3 separate regions of the Mus musculus genome follow, and all the other regions are linked to region 3. The links are chromatin contacts, called in public HiChIP or PLAC-seq and promoter capture Hi-C maps. All regions are on one chromosome and are shown on one strand. The core of a region is the stretch at or near the end of the contact, and the rest is flanking DNA. Distances in the headings are between cores, read along the strand shown. Region 1 holds the start of Acss2os (acyl-CoA synthetase short-chain family member 2, opposite strand). Region 2 holds the start of 9030607L20Rik (a long non-coding RNA gene). Region 3 holds the start of Itch (itchy, E3 ubiquitin protein ligase).

Region 1 (3,230 bases), core at 603-3,102, 420 kb after region 3:
CCTGCTGAGTGGAGCCTGTCTTAAGTGGGAGCTGCTATGGGAAACTCCATTGGTTCTACTTTGATAAAGACACAAGAGAGAAACTCCTGGGCGGGAGGCTTCTAAAAACATAGGAAAAAATTCCTGAACCCAAATCTGTTCTCTTGCTATTAACAGAATTAAGCTCTCCTCACCTGTAGGCAGTGACTAATTTTGTTTTTCTGAATTGTGTGGTTGTTTACATTCCTGCTGATGTGCCACCAGTCCAATAGTGTGTGTATGTGTGTCTTCAGGCTGTGTATGCCTAGTTATTTATCCAACAAAAATGTCTTTTGAGTGTCGAATACATTACTAGGTGCTAAGGCTGTGGGGGAAATACAGCTATGCCACCACCTTCCTAGAGGTCCCTGACTAGTTGGGGAAAATAATAATCAAGAAGAAAATACCTGAAAATATGTGTTGTAGGGAATAAACCAGGTGTGATGAATAATAACAACAGGAGGGATGGGGGTGTCAGCTACTGTTCAGGGGAGTCTTCTAAGAAGGTAGCATTTGAGCTGAGAGCTGCAAGACACGAAGGAGCCAGAAAGTGGCATTCTTCAGAGTAAGCCAGGTAAGCAGGAGTCTGGGGTAGAGGAAGAGCGAGAATGGCAGAGTGATCAGTTCTCTCTGCCCCATTGTACCCATGAAGGCCCCTCCCTTTCCTTTACCCCTACATGTAGGGCCTTAACCTCCAGGTACCAGGTAGGCTGTCCCTGCCTCACAGTTCTTCCCTGCCCATTCCTGTCTTCCCCCAGATCTGCTGGAACGAAGGGGTTGACTTATGGTGGCATGAACTCATGCAGCAGGCAGGAGACGAGTGTGAGCCTGAGTGGTGTGATGCTGAGGACCCACTCTTCATCTTGTACACCAGTGGCTCCACAGGCAAACCTAAGGCAAGTGTGTGTGTGTGTGTGTGTGTGCATGTGTGTATGTAAAGGTGAGAAGCGAGTCTCCAAGGAAGCTTGGAGTGACCAACAGAAACAGTAGAATGAGTACTGGGAATTCGAGTGATAATGGGTGACTCAGATACACAACCTAAGAATGTGAGTGCTCAGTATACTTATGTGACATCAGGGTGTGGTAAAGGAGATTGAAGCGAGACAGATGCTGTGAAAGGGCATTGGAAAAATTAAAATCTTTAAGAAGGATCTTTTTCCAGCTCTGTGCAGGCTCTATTTGTTGGTCAGTAGAGGAGGACACACAACCCCAGCCTGAGGCCCCATTCTCCCCACAGGGTGTGGTGCACACAATTGGAGGCTATATGCTCTATGTGGCTACAACTTTCAAGTATGTGTTTGATTTCCACCCGGAAGATGTGTTCTGGTGCACAGCAGACATCGGCTGGATCACTGGTCATTCCTATGTCACCTATGGGCCACTGGCTAATGGTGCCACTAGTGTTTTGGTGAGATGGGAGCTGGGCATAGACAAAATTCTCCTGGGTGACCATTTCCCAAAGCTTCTTAGTCTAAAGAAGGGAAACTTATACAGGAACCCACTTCCTGGAGAAAGAGGAATTTTGAGGGGTTGTGTATCCTACTACGATGTTTCTTGACTTGTGTGGTCAGAGGGTAAAGATACAGTTGGTCATAAAGGGTGAATCCTGAACGTGAGGGAGTGGTAGGGAATGGAAAGACTATTGGGAAGAGCCCAAAATAACCAGATCTCATTCGGGTCAGTTTGAGGGGATCCCCACATACCCAGATGAAGGGCGCTTGTGGAGCATTGTGGACAAATACAAGGTGACCAAGTTCTACACGGCACCAACAGCCATCCGGATGCTCATGAAGTTTGGAGATGATCCTGTCACCAAGTAAGACCCTTCCCCATCTGTTGTCCCATAGGTGTCCTTCAGAGCTGAGCACGGTCCTTTGTGATGTTTTCTTCTATTGTCCCAACTTCCTGGGATAGGGGAGGGGCAAAGGAACTCTGACTGCATGTGCATTTTGGCTCCTAGTGGTTCTCAGAATTTTCCTCTCTTCCACTCTCCTGCTCAAGGCATAGCCGGGCATCCCTGCAGGTGCTGGGCACAGTAGGTGAACCCATCAACCCTGAAGCCTGGCTATGGTACCACCGGGTAGTAGGTTCCCAGCGCTGCCCCATTGTAGACACCTTCTGGCAAACAGAAACAGTGAGTAAGGGATTCAGGAGGCTAGGGATTAGGGACAGTGTAGGAAAAGAGATTCAATTCCTGACCTCTGACTTCCACAGGGTGGCCATATGCTGACCCCTCTCCCTGGCGCCACACCCATGAAACCTGGTTCTGCTGTGAGTAAAGTGCTTCTTCTGGTCCTAGGCTTGGCAGGGATAGGATGTGGGGGTGTTAGCCTATTAGAGTAGGGTTCTGGCCTGAGAGCTGGGAGGAATTTGGGGCTCTGGGGCTCTGTGTGAAGCTGAGACAGAGTTGCCTCATTTTTCCTTCTTGGATTGCGCCTCTCATTTGCTTTCAGTCTTTCCCATTCTTCGGTGTAGCGCCTGCAATCCTGAATGAGTCCGGGGAGGAGCTGGAAGGGGAAGCTGAAGGTTATCTGGTGAGAATCTGGCATCTTTGGGAGAAGAAAGCATCTGCTAAGGATACTTTGTTTTAGAGTTTATAACCTTATCTTCCCTGGTAGTTGCTAATACTGTTGAGAGTTTGTCCTCTGCTGAGAAACACCCAAGATTCGTGATGATAAATTTTTGGAGTCAGGAGAACTTAGTCTTAATCCTTCCCTTGATGTCCATTTTTAGAAAAAAGAGTCTTTGTACCTTAAAGACTAATCATGTAGGCTCTGGAGTCAGCCTGCCTGTATTCAGACCCTGATTTTCTGTGACTTCAGATAAGCTGTTACCTATTGTCTTTGAATGTAATTTAAGTCTTTAAAAAATAGTACTTTTATCTCCTACATTTTATTAAATTAGATAATCCATACAAAAGGGTTAGTCTGGAACTGCATAGTTAGTGTTCTTAAATGTTAGCTGCTGCTGTCTTTGTGGCTAGTACCTGTCAGATCTCAATCTCATTTCCCTTTTCCAAAATCACATTAGTAACAAAGGCAGGAATCTAAGCTTTCTAACTCAATCTAGAATTCTGCTGGCACAGAATTCTTTTGATTAGAAATTATTTATTCACTAATATAGCTTCCATTTTATATGATTTGTTTGTACCTAATTGAACCTGCTTTCCTAATTACCCAAAAGAAACTCAAATTTTCTAGATATTTGTTACT
Region 2 (3,234 bases), core at 618-3,117, 460 kb before region 3:
CAGGTTCTAATGAGTCCCCGACTCTTAGAAATAAAAAGACCAGGAATTATCCCATTTTACAGACAAGAGAACTAAGACTTGTGACCAGAGCCAGATTTCAAGTCATGAGTTGGCAGAGAGTGGTGTTGAGGAGGGGGATGGATAGCATGGCAGGTGTACCCCTCTCGTCTTAGTTAGGTTTTTACTGTTTGGTGTGTGTGCGCGCATGCGCGCGTGTGCATGTGTGTTTGTGTATATTAATGTTTGTATATGTGGAACTCCAGGGAGTCTCTTTTTCCACCTCCCTCTGGGATTACAAATGTGTTGTAATCCTCCTCTGCTTTTAAAAATTGGTTTCAGGGATGGAAACTCAAGTCTTCATGCTTCTGGCAAGTGCTTTACCCACTGAGCCAACACCCTGGGACCTTTTCCCCTTTTAAATGTCTTTATTCTGTCCCCTAATCTTTTAACAATTATATTGTTATGTATGTATGATATATATATATATATATACATTATCATATGCCATATTGCATCTGTGGAGGTCAGAGGACAACTGTGGAGTCAGCTGTTCTGTCTTGTGTTGTATAGGTCCGGGGGAATTGAACTTACATCATTAGTCTTTACTCACAGAGCCCCTTGTTTTTTGAGACAGTGCTCAATTTATGCAGTCCAGGAACCAGAACCCAGCAGTCTAACAGCTGTATCTTCAGCACTCCTGCCTGTATTTGAGACAGGATCTTGCCTAGCTCATGCTGCCCTAGAACCCATGATCATCTCCTGACTTTGCCTCCTAAGAGCTGTGACTGTGGGGCAATGTGTTGTGCTCGATCAGAACGCCTACTTCCTGATCACTCCCTACCCTGCATTCTTTCCTGCACCACTGGATTTTGGCCTACACTGTTGTGACTTGCTCCAGGGAACAGAGATTATTTTTAAACAGTATTTCAGGTTTTGATGATTCTGTGCACTTTAACACCTGTCCTCCAATTGTTGCCTCACATACATGACATGTCACATACATGACACATCTTATCTGCTGTGTCTCCAGGGATGAGCAGGTAGTGGGCTCATGACCAGTCTGCTGTTGCTTTTAGTGCTGGAGACTGAACCCAGGGATTTGCCCGTGCCATTCGAATGCTTTCCTGTCTCAAACTTGGAATGTGGCCAGCATGGAATGGGAGCTTCTGATCGATCACCCCTTGCCTCTTTCCCAGGGCTGGGGTTATAAGCATGTGCCACCACATCTGATTTTTGAAGTGCTGGGATGGGACCCAGAACTTTGCAAACACTAGGCAAATAATCTGTCAACTGAGCTACATCTCCAGCCACCGGTTCTGTGTTTTAGTTGTGGTAAAAAATGTATATATGCCGGGCGTGGTGGCGCATGCCTTTAATCCCAGCACTCGGGAGGCAGAGGCAGGCGGATTTCTGAGTTCGAGGCCAGCCTGGTCTACAAAGTGAGCTCCAGGGCAGCCAGGGCTATACAGAGAAACCCTGTCTCGAAAAACAAAACAAAACAAAAATGTATATAACACAGAAGATAAAACTCATCATTTTAGCATGTAGTGACAGCTCTGTGACATTAAGTACACTTACGTTGTTAAACTGCTCCCTTTACTATTTTTATTTTAAAAAATTTTTTATGAGCATGGGCATTTTGCCTGCATGTATGTCTGTGTGAGGGTGTCAGGTCTTCTAGAACTGGAGTTAGACAGTTGTGAACTGCTGTAGGTCTGGGAATTGATCGTGAGTCCTTTGTGAGTGCGAGTGCAGTCAGTGCTTTTAACTGCTGAGCCATCTCCCAGTTCCTGTGTTTACTCTTTTTTTTTTTTTTTTTTTTTTGCTTTATTTTATGTATATGGATACTTTGCTTTCATGTATGCATGTGTACCATGCCTGGTGTCCAGGCAGGCCAGAAGAGGGTGTCAGGTCCTCTGGAACTGGAATTACAAGTGGATGTCAGCCACCATGCAGGTGCTGAGAGTTGAATCCAGGTCCATTGGAAGAGCAGCCCTGATCTTAACAAGCTGAGCCATCTCTCCAGTCCTCCCGTGTTTACTCTTAAGTAAAACTGTTCTTATGTTTGGCTCCTTCCTGTCGTTAAGATGAGTTCCTTCTCAAAATGTGATGCAGTAGTGGAAGGTTCTGGAGTCAGAGGGACTGAGCGGGATGGAGTTCGGGCGCCATCTCTGGCTAAGTGCGGTTGTTTTGGTTTTCCCTGGGCACAGAGGCTCATTACCCCAGGCCGACTTGGAACTTCCGGAGGATGGCCTTGAATCAAGAGAGTCCTCTGCTTCCACCTCTGAATATGGGGATTACAAGCAGAGCCATTGCTACTCTTGTTATAGGGGCTGGCATTGGTTACTCCGCAGCCAAAGGGTTTACTGACTCGATGACTGTGGGAAAGGGCAGGGTGGGGCTGGGCTCTCTTCTGCCAGTTATCACCGTTTTTTTGACTCCCTTGTAAGTCTACTCATTGACTAGATGGCCAGTATGGTTAATAGTTTTGTTCCTGTAAATTCTTCCTACCTCGTGATCTCCCTTCGCAGATTGAAAACTCAAAAGAATTCTGATTGGCTGCTGGGATCATGTGTTCATGACTAGCCAATCACTACAAACCGGAGCTTTTGAGCTCTGTGGCTAACAGGCCTACCGGACTGTGCATAGGGAAGCGGTCTGTTTGCTAAGGCTGGGGCTTTAAGGGGTCTGTTCATAGGAAACTGTTGTCTGTCTCATTTCTCCTGTTATTGTCCGGCTTATTGTCCTGCTCAGGTGTTGTCTCCTAGATCAAGCTGGGCTTGTAGGGAAAGCAGGAGACCGGGGTTCTGCCCCTAGGCCCCCTCCTTCAGTGGTAACCAGTCAGGATCTGCTGAGCTCTGAGCCCAGGGCTTCAACTTCCTATGCATGAGTGTCTCTGAGCACTTGCTGTGTACCGAGGATCCTGAGGGAGTGGGACATTGCCTGCTCCTCGGGGTACATATTCTATTTAAGCTGCATGCAGAGTAAAAGGAAGACAAGCATCAGGGCTCTGAGGTTTTTGCCCTATTTTTGAACAGACCAATCAAGCACAAGGCTGTCTTCCCAGAAGAAAGTCTTTCCCCCCCTCCCCTGGTTAGCCTGCTGTCTTTTGGACAGGGGAATGTGTCTGTCTCTGCAGCCCTCTCCCTGTGACTCGGAAAGGCCTTGTTAGTTTGGTCTCTTGTAACAGTTGTACACTGGAAGCGTTTTCTGCCGACATTCCTCTTTCCCTAC
Region 3 (3,374 bases), core at 379-2,878:
AGCATCCTGAGCATGAGGCCAGTCTGAGTTAGTTAGTGAGAATTTGTCCCCTAAATAAAGAAAAAACTGTAGATAAAGATTATCTGGAACTAGATGACTTGGCTTGGAACCTTGGTTTCTGTGTTAGTGATCTTGGGCCAATTAATAATTTCCTTTATATTCAGTTGTTTTCTGTACAAAATAATAAAGTAACAAAATATATTTATAATATTTGTTAAAATATCTTATAGTATGCCCAGTGACAAGAATCATCTGGGATGCTAGTTTAAAAAACAAAACAAAACGAAACAAGAAACCAACCCAGATTCTCCTAGAGCACACCACTCTCTCAATATTGGGGATAAAATCTTGGGCCTCATCAATGCTATGTAAGTATCTACTAGTGAGTTACATCTTGAGCCAACTCTTACAGCTTAATCCCTAATGTGGCAAACATTGGCTGGAAGTGCAGAAGAACTTTTAAATACTTAAACACACCAAACCAAAACTAAAAAACAAAAACAAAATCCCAAAAACCCAAACCCAGGGTTTCACCACGTAACCTCGGTTGGTCTAGAACTCTCAAGATATTTGGACATGGCTAGCCTTGAACCCACAGAGATCCATTTGTCTCTGTCTTCTAATGGAACCTGAAGCTTGCTGTGTGGTCTAGGGCGTTGACTAGGGAGCTCCTATGTCTGCCCACCACTGTTAGGGGTCCGTTGGTGCCAGCTTTTATATGAATGCTGGGGTTTCAAACATCCTTGTGCTTGCATGGCAAGAGCCTTTACCCACTGAACCATCCTCCCAACTCAGAATCTTTTTTGTTTAATAAACTCAGCACATAATTCATAATATGGTAGTTTCAAAGGTATTTCGAAAAGTTTAAGTGACTTTCTAGATAGTTTCCTTACGAGGAAACAGGATAAACAATAATAGCAAAGTTTGCTAATTATCACGTGCCTCTATTATTACCACTGCACAGCCTATTAATTCGGTAGGATTAGATGTGTTTTGCCTGGGTTAAGAAGTTTAATTTAAGCATCTGAAAAGGTAACCAATGGCATCTTTCACATAGTTTTGTTGTAAACGTTTAGAAGTATGCTTTTCAGTTTTTATAACTCATGCCGCCTTGGCGCTGTCAAGCTGTCACCCTCCTAAGAACTTCCTGTCAAAAGGTGGAGAAAGGAGAATTTGAACCCAAACAGTGTAACTCCAGAAGGATAGAACCGGCACAGTGCTTCATAAATTGTGATTCCTGCTGTTAGGAGTATCAGGAGAGAACTTGATAAAAATGCAGATTATAAAGCAACCCCTATTCCATCCCAGATCTACTGAGTCAGAAACTGGCGGTGGAGCTCAGCAGTCTGTTTTTAAAAGCTGTTCAAGTGATTCTGAGACACGCTAGCATTTGGTAACAGTCTTTAGAGGTCCTGGCGGGGAAGAAGGGGTCAAAAGGAAGGAACGAAAGAAGAAAGGAAAGAAGGGAGAAAGGAAAGGAGAAAGGAAGGAAGAAAAGAAAAAAGCCTTGGAGATGTAGAGAGCAAGGCTTAGTGTCCACTTCACCTGGAGGTGAGGAAAAATGATTTAGGAGGCTGGCGCGCAAGGCCTGCTGGGGCCTGTAGTCCGGACTGCGCCGAGGAGGCCGCGCCTGCGCACTAGGTGTGAAGTAGCTCTAGTCGCTGTAGTCGGGGCTCGGGACCGGCTGCCATCTTAGCGGAGGGACTGAGGAGTCGTCGCCGCCCCGAGTCCCGGTAAACACGCGCAGGCAGACTGGGGTCATTTCTGTGGCTTGGAGGGAGTTTGGATGAAAAGGCATGGGGAATGCGAAGGGTAGAGGAGTGTGGCGCTCGAGTCTGGACCTAGAGCCGGGGCTGCTCTTCCCGCAGCCGGTGTCCGTGGGGGGCGCCCGGAGAGCCGGCTGGTGGCCCGAGCCGAGTGGCGGGTGGGTCAGCAGGTCGAGCCGAACTGCTAGTGCTTGGCCTAGGCGTCCGGAGCCTGTAGGCCCGCGAGCCCCAAGTTGGGAGAGAGCCGAGCCGCGGCGGACGTGGGCAGGGTCCAGCCCCGCGCCCCGCTGCCGCGCCCGGGGGTTCCTCTCCCGCGGCCCGGCCTACGCGCGGGGCCCGGTGGCAGCGGCCCGCCCGCGCGACGTGGCCCTTTGAGGGGCGGCGGCCGGGCCCACCTGCCACCTGGCAGGCTCCCCCCGAGACTTTTCCAAGCTCCCACTCGCAGAGGACCTTCCCCAGTGACTGCTTCCCCTTCTGTCTTGTACTTCCCTCCTCCCTCCATTGTCCCCACTCATGGTGGTCCCGGCCCAGGCCGGCGCCACCGACTTTTGCAGACGTGGAGCTGTCACAGCCCTTTCTACCGAGAGCGTACTTTTCTTGAGCAAAGAAAAAAGTAGAGGTGAGCGCATTTGAAAGGTGGAAGCCCAATGAGGGCAGGACTTTTAAATAGAAGACTTGAGTTTTGAGACATAGTTCCCGGCTGCAACTTCAAGAGAGAAAAAAAATATATAAGGGTCAGTGCACCCGAAGTAGGCATTGGGCCTAAAGTTAGAGATGTGACCAGGTGACTTGCAAAGTACCCCAAATTCACAGTTCCCCACTCGCTTGTTTTCTTGGCTGTGTTAGAATCCTAATCCTGTTGAGACTTCTGTTCCTCTTTAAGCTGCAGTGAACTTGTTCTAAAGGGGGCAGTGGGGAGAAGAGGGAGGTTTTCTTCTTCACAGTTGACAGAACACCATCTAGCCACCCATCATCATTCTCTTAAGTGGGTGGTTCTCCTGTATCCTTATCTTAAGAAAGTAGGTAAAGGCTGTGTATGTTCACTCCCAGGATTGGCAGAGGGCTTGGTTCTCATCTGAAATAAAGTCTTTTGGGGGCAAGTTTGAGATTCAGCCTTGTGTATCACAGGGTTACCTAAGGCTTAATTTTGCAGGTTTAAAAAAGATTGAAATTTTCTTTTGAACAGTGAATATACTTTGTATGTGTGAGTTCAGGAATTCAAACTTCAGATGTCAACAAGGATATATATACTATGAATCCAAAAGCAAGTGCCTAATACTTTTTACTGTATTCTAGAGTAAATTCTACATTCTTTAAAACAAACAAACAAACAAACAAAACAACAACAAAGATTTACTTAAGAGACAGACTGATCCATGGTCCCAAGGTTTGGCCATTAGTGTAATTACAAGAGCTTTTAATTTTTTTGTTTTTGTTTTGAGACATGATTTGCTCTGTATCGCTGACTGGACTAGAACACACTGTGTGTAAACCTAGGCTGGCATCAAACGTCATTCTGTCTTCCTGCCTCTCCCTCCCAAGTGCTGGGATTATAGGTGCTTAACCAACAGAGTGGGCTCGGGAGAAGTTTTGAGATTTGTTTATTTG

The links. Promoter capture Hi-C pulls out the DNA fragments that hold promoters and counts their contacts. HiChIP or PLAC-seq counts read pairs in DNA pulled down with a chosen protein or histone mark.
Region 1: a contact with region 3 is called in a promoter capture Hi-C map of liver, with 2.2 times the contacts expected there. The contact joins the promoter of Acss2os here to the promoter of Itch in region 3. A contact is called at or near these places in 1 of 39 promoter capture datasets (liver) and 2 of 115 datasets of contacts at active chromatin or transcription factors (bone marrow-derived macrophages and memory CD8 T cells).
Region 2: a contact with region 3 is called in an H3K4me3 HiChIP or PLAC-seq map of bone marrow-derived macrophages, with 4 times the contacts expected there. The contact joins the promoter of 9030607L20Rik here to the promoter of Itch in region 3. A contact is called at or near these places in 1 of 115 datasets of contacts at active chromatin or transcription factors (bone marrow-derived macrophages) and 1 of 9 other capture datasets (pancreatic islet).

The regions. Positions count from the first base shown.
Region 1 is chr2:155,555,078-155,558,307 of GRCm38.p6, forward strand. It overlaps Acss2os (acyl-CoA synthetase short-chain family member 2, opposite strand), which reads right to left and starts at 1,853. Exons shown (of 4, transcript NR_040613.1): 1 at 1,722-1,853; 2 at 426-543. Acss2 (acyl-CoA synthetase short-chain family member 2) reads left to right here. Exons shown (of 18, transcript NM_019811.3): 8 at 777-914; 9 at 1,256-1,426; 10 at 1,701-1,834; 11 at 2,020-2,152; 12 at 2,233-2,289; 13 at 2,472-2,552.
Region 2 is chr2:154,674,672-154,677,905 of GRCm38.p6, forward strand. 9030607L20Rik (a long non-coding RNA gene) reads left to right here and starts at 1,868. Exons shown (of 2, transcript XR_866878.2): 1 at 1,868-3,234. All of the region lies in intron 1 of Chmp4b (charged multivesicular body protein 4B), which reads left to right.
Region 3 is chr2:155,131,853-155,135,226 of GRCm38.p6, forward strand. It overlaps Itch (itchy, E3 ubiquitin protein ligase), which reads left to right and starts at 1,629. Exons shown (of 25, transcript NM_008395.3): 1 at 1,629-1,733.